Regions from separate parts of the Mus musculus genome. Here region 1 is linked to region 2. Evidence: chromatin contacts called from public HiCAR-type data. All regions are on one chromosome and are shown on one strand. The core of a region is the stretch at or near the end of the contact, and the rest is flanking DNA. Distances in the headings are between cores, read along the strand shown. Region 1 has its middle 69 kb from the start of Gm40638. Region 2 has its middle 22 kb from the start of Mir1929.

What was found. HiCAR-type assays count read pairs that join an accessible place to other places.
Region 1: a HiCAR-type map of astrocytes shows a contact between it and region 2, with 2.6 times the contacts expected there. The contact joins two enhancer-like sites. A contact is called at or near these places in 1 of 484 Hi-C or Micro-C datasets (bone marrow-derived macrophages) and 3 of 115 datasets of contacts at active chromatin or transcription factors (astrocytes, bone marrow-derived macrophages and large pre-B cells).

Annotation. Positions count from the first base shown.
Region 1 is chr10:44,872,627-44,876,058 of GRCm38.p6, reverse strand. No RefSeq gene overlaps it. Among named protein-coding and RNA genes, the nearest start is that of Gm40638, 69 kb to the left of the region's middle. Within about 2 kb of position 2,143, at least 18 of the 459 cell types and tissues checked have an H3K27ac peak or open chromatin away from gene starts, as enhancers often do. A contact at or near this core is called in astrocytes, where this site is marked.
Region 2 is chr10:44,379,955-44,383,580 of GRCm38.p6, reverse strand. No RefSeq gene overlaps it. Among named protein-coding and RNA genes, the nearest start is that of Mir1929, 22 kb to the right of the region's middle. Within about 2 kb of position 1,945, at least 189 of the 459 cell types and tissues checked have an H3K27ac peak or open chromatin away from gene starts, as enhancers often do. A contact at or near this core is called in astrocytes, where this site is marked.

The DNA of each region.
Region 1 (3,432 bases), core at 894-3,393, 490 kb before region 2:
CTCCTTAAGAATATATTTTGATGTCAGTTTTACTCTAACTCTACTTTTTATTGATGACAGTTTGGAGAGAAGGAAATTAGACAAAGTTTTCTTTATGAATCAATATTCATCAATCAATCAATCATCTATCATTCTGTCTGTCTATCATTCATTACATGCTCATGGTGAAAGGGAAAAAGGAAAGGGTTTTAGGTAAGAGGAACAGTTATAGCTATTATTTGTGCAAAGAAAAAAAATAAATGGTGGTTGTTCCTTATCTGTCGAAGTTTCTCACATCTGGCTCATTTGAATAGAAGATCTAGTTCAGCCTGTTAGGAGACTCAGAGGACGGCTGAGGTAAAGTGAGACCTGAGGGGCTTTCATTGTTGCTCCTGAAAGATAAATACGAGTTCTAACTCGTATCTTATGATGTGTATGGCACAGGAACTGATGGATGACTCATTTCTTGTTAGAAGATGAACAGACTTATTAACAATTCGCTTTCACCCGTGTGTGTGTATATGTGTGTGTGTCTGTGTGTTCTACCTGGGTAATGACTTCCTTTGAGTCATGTGTTGAATAATAGCATCTTTTTTTTTTCAAAGATCTCACTTTAAAATTGTTTCTTCCCATTTCCTTGTTTCGTCTTCATTTTCAGGATATGGTCAAAGTGTGACAGAAGTACAAATGAGCCCTCAACATTGCTTGGTAGGGATTCTGGGTGTTAGAAGACAAACCAGAACAATGCAGAAAGGTTATTTTGAAGAATCCTGTGCAGAAAAGTAATATTGATAGAATTTGAATTCTTTAAATATGTGGTTGTTAACACGAAATACATGCACATACAGCCATATAACCAGACCTAAAACATCGCAATAATTCTGTATACTTCTGTATCTTGCTTCCTTATAAAATTTTAATTTCTTTTTCTTATATTCATGCTCTCTCTCTTTCTCTCCCCCTCCCTCCCCCCCCCCCCGGTTTTTATAGTCTCCTCAATGGTTTTTTTTTTTTTTTGGAGATTAAATCAGAAGTGAACCCTGCGTTCTGGAATGTGAACTCAGTTTCAGGGCATATGTCCTCTGTTAAGGGCATGCCCTCATGAAGGACAGATGAGAAGGCAATCTAGTAGCTGGCATCTGTACTAACCCACTGGGTGGTTTCTGCTGTGTGCACTTCTGCATGCCTTCTTTTTGGGACAACGTGTGCTTCCACATCTTCTGAAAGCATTTTTAGATTATATCAGTGATATACCTGCCAGGTGTATCTCGTCCTTGTCTGTGCCTCTTCCCACCTTTTTTGAGGTATTAGCTGTCAACAGAACATCAGGGGAAGTGTCAATTTGTGAAAACCCTTAAGTGGGTATTACTTAGATTGTGGCTTTCATGTCCAGAAGGGGTGGAAAAACTCTAAACAAAAGAATTGAAAAGACTCTGGGAAGGATTAGTTTTTTAAAAAACCAAAATGCTTAGCTAAGTTTTTATTGGTGGTAGGTTTTTGGTTTGTTTCTATTTTTGCCTGGGCAAAGGAGTGCATGACTTCTTTTTAAATGGTCTAAATGGATAATATTGTTATTTATTAAGATTAAAGCCATTAAGATTTTGAAATCTTAGTATATACTAAGTCCAATTTTCCAACAAGAACTAAAGGTCCATCTGATGCATATGTACAAGGTATCTCATTAATAACATCAACAGTGGCCTCAGTATTATTAATAATTCTGTTGATACTTGTCCCTCTTGTGGGCTCAGTAGAGTCTGTATGCTTGTTAGATGCACTCACAGGGTAATCTAACTGCTGCTGGATAACTAACTTGGTATTCTGAGTACTAATTACGGCTTATTGTCAGCTCACGTCATGTGTGGGCTTGGCAGACATCAGCTCCAAGCACCTAGAAGGCACTTCCTTCTCCAGGGTAACTTCAGGGAAACAAGGATTCTGTTGCAACCAGCTGGGCTTGGAACAACCTGTCTTCTTTTGGCATTGCAAATATGTGAAGACTGACTGGCCCAGGCAAGTTTCCTCTATTCTTGGATTGGTCTTGCTTTTCTTCCCTTCTTTTTAGACTATCTCCAAATTTAGCAATGGGATACAGTACAACCAAGGCTTTCACATGCACAGTGTCACCAAGAGGATTGCAGGATGTCTAATTGGTCTGCCTTGGCAAATCTGATGCAATCTCCCCTTGGTCTGTACTTAGGAATCTGGGTGGGATGTACAGCGAAGCCTGCCAAGGCAATCTCCTCCCCAGCAAGGCTTGCTGCTGTATGCGGGTCTGAGACCCAGATTCGGGCCAATTAGAAATGGAAAACTCCTAATGAGTGTTCTGGGAGTCTAAGGGAACCAAAGCTACTTTGTTATATCTGAATAGGGCTCCAGAGACACCAAGGGTCAAACTGAAGGGTCAGAGATAGAAAACTCCTTTTGCTTGTCTGCCAAGCTATTCTTGTCAAAGGAGGTGTAGAGAAGACCCATGATTCATTGCCAGACTGTGTCCCCAAGCCTCTGTCCCATGCCCTGCCCCCGTGGTAATGCTGGCTCCAAACAAGCAGTGAAATTCTCCCTATTGTAGAATTTTAAAGGGAAAAGGAGAATTTGGGGCATTTGGAAAAACTAGGACTGGGTAGAATACTTGTGCTTCTGTGTGAACAACATTTACACGCTTTTGCTAATTTTCATACAAAGTTTTAAATCACTTACGTGATGGAGAATTAACTGGGGTTGTTTGCTATACATAAAGCACACCACAATATTTTTATTTATTTTTTCTGATTATCAATTCATATTTACTTAAAAAAAAGACCTAATGCTACAGGGATGTGTGACTGTACACAGGACTGATCATAACTCTTGGGGTGACTTTTGATATAAACTCATTTCTTATGGGCTGAAAAAATGGCTTAGTTGTTAAGAGCACTAATACTCTCCCAGAGGACCTGTATTCAACCCCCAGGACCCATGTAATGGCTGCCAACCAACTATAAAGCCAGTTCTGGGGGACCCAGCATCCACTTCTGGCTTCTGAGGTTACTAAATGCACATGGTGCTTAGACACACATACATACATGCAAGCAAATCTCCCATATACATTAAAAAAATCTAAAAACCCAAATTCATTTTATTCAGTTCAGCTCTCCACCACACACAAATTATCTGTCTATCTATCTATCTATCTATCTATCTATCTATCTATCTATCTATCATCTATCTATCTATCTATCTATCTGCTGTTTTATAAGAATTAAATCTTGATATACAAAAATTGTTATTCCATTAAACAGCATACAAGGTATTACAAAGATACCTTGTTCAGTTTCTAAGATTAACTTTTTAAAGTATAAATTATAGAAAGAATGCAAGTAACACACTTGAATTAAAAATAAGATTTTCTGCTCTGGTCTCCTGGCCCCCAGCTCTGATTTTTTGAACTCTTTATAAAGCCCATAGAAGAAT
Region 2 (3,626 bases), core at 696-3,195:
CCAGGAGAGCCTCAGGTTTTTATCCGGTGAGTGTCTATTCAGCAAGCAACATGTGACAACTGCATCATAGACTAGGGGTGTGCTGTCCAGGACAGGGAGCCTCTGTTCTCAAAGACTTTACAACCCAGTTAGAAAAAGGGTGCCAAACGTTAAGAACAAAACACAGTTCCCACTTATTAAGCAACCCGAGTGCGGTCTAGCAGGTGAAGGCAAGCCCAGGGCCCCTCGTTTGTTTCCCGGTTCTCAGGGAGCACTGCTCTGTACTGCCTGAGGTCTGCTGTTGTGAAAACAAGCGCTTTGTGTGTTCTGTCTGCTTTCCTCCTGGAGGTTATTGCAGGAAGGAAGACACATTGGGTCGATTATCCCATCCTGGCCAGAAGCAGAAGTTCTACCAAGCATTTCAGTCATACAATCGAATTTAAAAAACCTGACACTGCGTGTGTATGACGTTTACACTCATACCGCATATGAGCATAGTAAGTATTAGTCAGTTACTGCTAGTCCTGCCTCTACTATTACATCTCAATTTCTCCTTTTTTTTTCAGATTAATATGTATGTATGTGTATATATATGGAGGTTAAAGGATTTTTCCCCCTTACATTTCCATGTGTATCGATAGGTCTAGGGCAAAGCCCTTAGGAAGTTCAGCTTTGAAACTTTCAAAACCAGTTAAAAGGACCCTAAGGTGAGTACTCAGCCTGGGCAGCATTACACATTTAGTTCTGATATAAGGCAGCCTGGAGTGGTAGACTGCTGCCCTTTAGTGAATACGGATGAAAGCTACGGTTTTATAGAACTAGTTCCCCTCCGCTTCCTCCTCCCTTCCTTCCTTTTCCTTTTCCTTTTTCTTTTCTTTTTCTTTTTTTTTTCTTTCTTTTTTTTTTTTTTTTTTTTTTTTTTTTTTGAGTCAGGGTTTCTCTGTGCAGCTCTGGCTATTCTGAAATTTACAGAGATTCCCCTGCCTCTACCTCCCGAGTGCTGGGATTAAGGGCATGTGCCACCGTTACCCGGATTTATTTTCTTCTTTCTCTCTTTCTCTCTTTCTCTTTCTCTCTTTCTTTCTCTTTCTCTCTCTCTCTCTCTCTTTCCTTCTTTCTTTCTTTCTTTCTTTCTTTCTTTCAATTTTATGTGCATTGGTGTTTTGCCTACATTATGTATTTGGAAGGGTGTTTGATCTCCTGGACCTGGAGTTATAAACAGTTGTGAGCTGCCATGTGGGCACTGAGAATTGAACCTGGGTCTTCTGGAGTTGCTCCCAGTGTTCTTAACTGCTGAGCCACCTCTTCAGCCCCTAGAAATAGTTCTTTTCAAATTGTGTTTTGAAACTGCATTCCTATGTAGGAAGATCTCTGCTGTATTTTCCCTTTTCTTCAGACCATCTTTGCATAGTCCATAAACATCAATACTTTCTCAGTACCCGAACTGGGCCTCTGAGGCCACTTCGAGGTCTTTACGGACCAGCAGCCTCATGCTTTGTGGCTGCTCTCTTGCAGGTGTCGTGGGAGGGTGCGCCCATGGGAGGTGGCTTCGTTTCGCTTACCACTGTCACAGAATACCAGAACCGGTCGGTACCGGATAGTGAACCGACTATGTCTCTGCTCAGGGTTCTAGGCAAGTTCGAGACTGAGGGGTGGCAGCTGCCGAGGGCCTTTGTGTCCAGCATCCTACAGCAGAACAGAGAGGAACGTGGCTGGAGGCCCCTTTTTTGAGCATCCGTTCTGTTCTAAACAGCTTAATCACCTTTAACTGGGCCCCAGCGCCGGACCGGCCCTGCTGTGTTGGGAGTGAAGCTTCTCCACTCAGTGGAACCATGACTGTGAATTTTAACCACTTGCACCTGAAAAAAAAAAAAAAAAAAAAAAAAAAGGAAGAGGATGCTGGATTAGGTGCAGTTCCTTTCTGGGACTTGGAACGTTGCCAGGAGCCTTGGCTCACTTTCCTGTCAGCCAGCCTCTCTGGCTCTGCAGACAGGCCAGGGCAGGAGATGCCTGTAGAGACCTGTAGGCAGACAGCTCAATGCAAAGATCACTTTCACTGTGTTGGCTGGGTGCTGGCTGCAAGCAGAGCCCCGGGCTGCTGCCAAGGGTTAAGGTAGCAAACCAGCAGTAAACGGAGTGCTTGGCAGAAGCCCAGCCTCTGAGACAGAGACAGGCTTAATTTCCATCCTTGGTCACAGTTGCAAAGGGACATTGCCACTCAGATCAACAAATCTGGTTTGCATGTGAGACATACAAACCATTCTTTGCATTGTGAAACAGAGTCTAAGAAGGTCCTATTCCCGGAAACCTCGAGGTGCCTCCCCTCCCAACTCTTAACATCCAGGTTACTCTAGCTGCTCTGAGTGAACCCTGACCTTTGAAAGGGGGGTATAATGCCTCCGAGAAACCCCAGGCCTGACTTCAAGCAGATCTTTATATAAGAACTGATTGCACAAGCCTGCATGTGTGGGGCTGAGGGAAGAAAAAGGGAAGAGTGCTTTCTGTGTATGACTGAGACCCTGCTATTCGTTTGACTTGGATGTTTCAGCTGAGCTCTGTCGATTATGAAGATAGTCATATATGTCAGTACTAGAAACCTCCGCTCGCAGTTGTACGAGCAGCTGCCCCATCCTCCCGCTCTAGCCTTGCCCTCCTCTGCAGTGAGCAGGAAGCAGAGACTCAGAGAGAGTTGGGCCTTGGCAGCTGGGAAGTGGTGGGGCATCAATTCTGCCCTCATAGCGAAGGGCAAGAGTGCTGGTCACATGGAATCCGGAGATGGCTGTGTAATGTGGGAGACGCTGAGTTCCATGTTCCCACACTGTAAGTCATGATGACACTGTTAAAAATGACGGGTGGGCGGCGGAAAGTGAAAGAAAAAGAACAAGAGGGAACAGAAACCGACCAGACGCACAGAGGATCAGGCGAGTGTAAGGAGGAAGGCACGAAGACAGGCTGGGGGAGGGGTAGCCTGGAAGTCAGTCAGGGAAAGGGGAAGGCAGGCAAAGGAGACTGGGTAGGAGGAAGAAACCAGACAAAGAGGATTGCGATGAGGTAGACACAGAGACAAGACCTTCTCCTTGAAAAAAAAAAATGTCCTTTTCCAGCCGAGGGTGGAGGCCAACCACGCCCCAACCCCTGCCTGACACGTCACTTTCAGACCCCGGCTGCAGGGCCAGCCGGAGAAGTCCCTCACCTTAAATCTGTCTCTGCTTGTTGAAGAAGGCCCGAATTGAGATGGAAGGAGTTTGTGAGACTTTCTGGAAATAACAGAGGAGAAAAGTAGAGAGCCATGTGCTTGGCAGAACCCTCTCGAGAGTCCTCAGACAGGCTGCGCCCGTTCTGCCCTTCACCTCAGGAGTGGTACCAAGCTCTCTGGCTTTGGTCTCCAGAAATCTGCAATCTGGGAGGGATCAAAGGTCCATATGGAGAGCGCTGAACAGCCACGCTGTTGCGCAGACAGTGAACACAGGCAGAAAATACCAATGGAAGATGAATGAGAGAAAAAGATGAATGAGATGAACGAGACCTTTAAAAAGATGAATGACCTTTTAAATGGACAATGGCTTTCTTGACAATGTCACAGAATTTTCTTAACTGTGGGGGAATTAGGGTAAACAATTTGGTCAACTATGGAAACATGGACAACT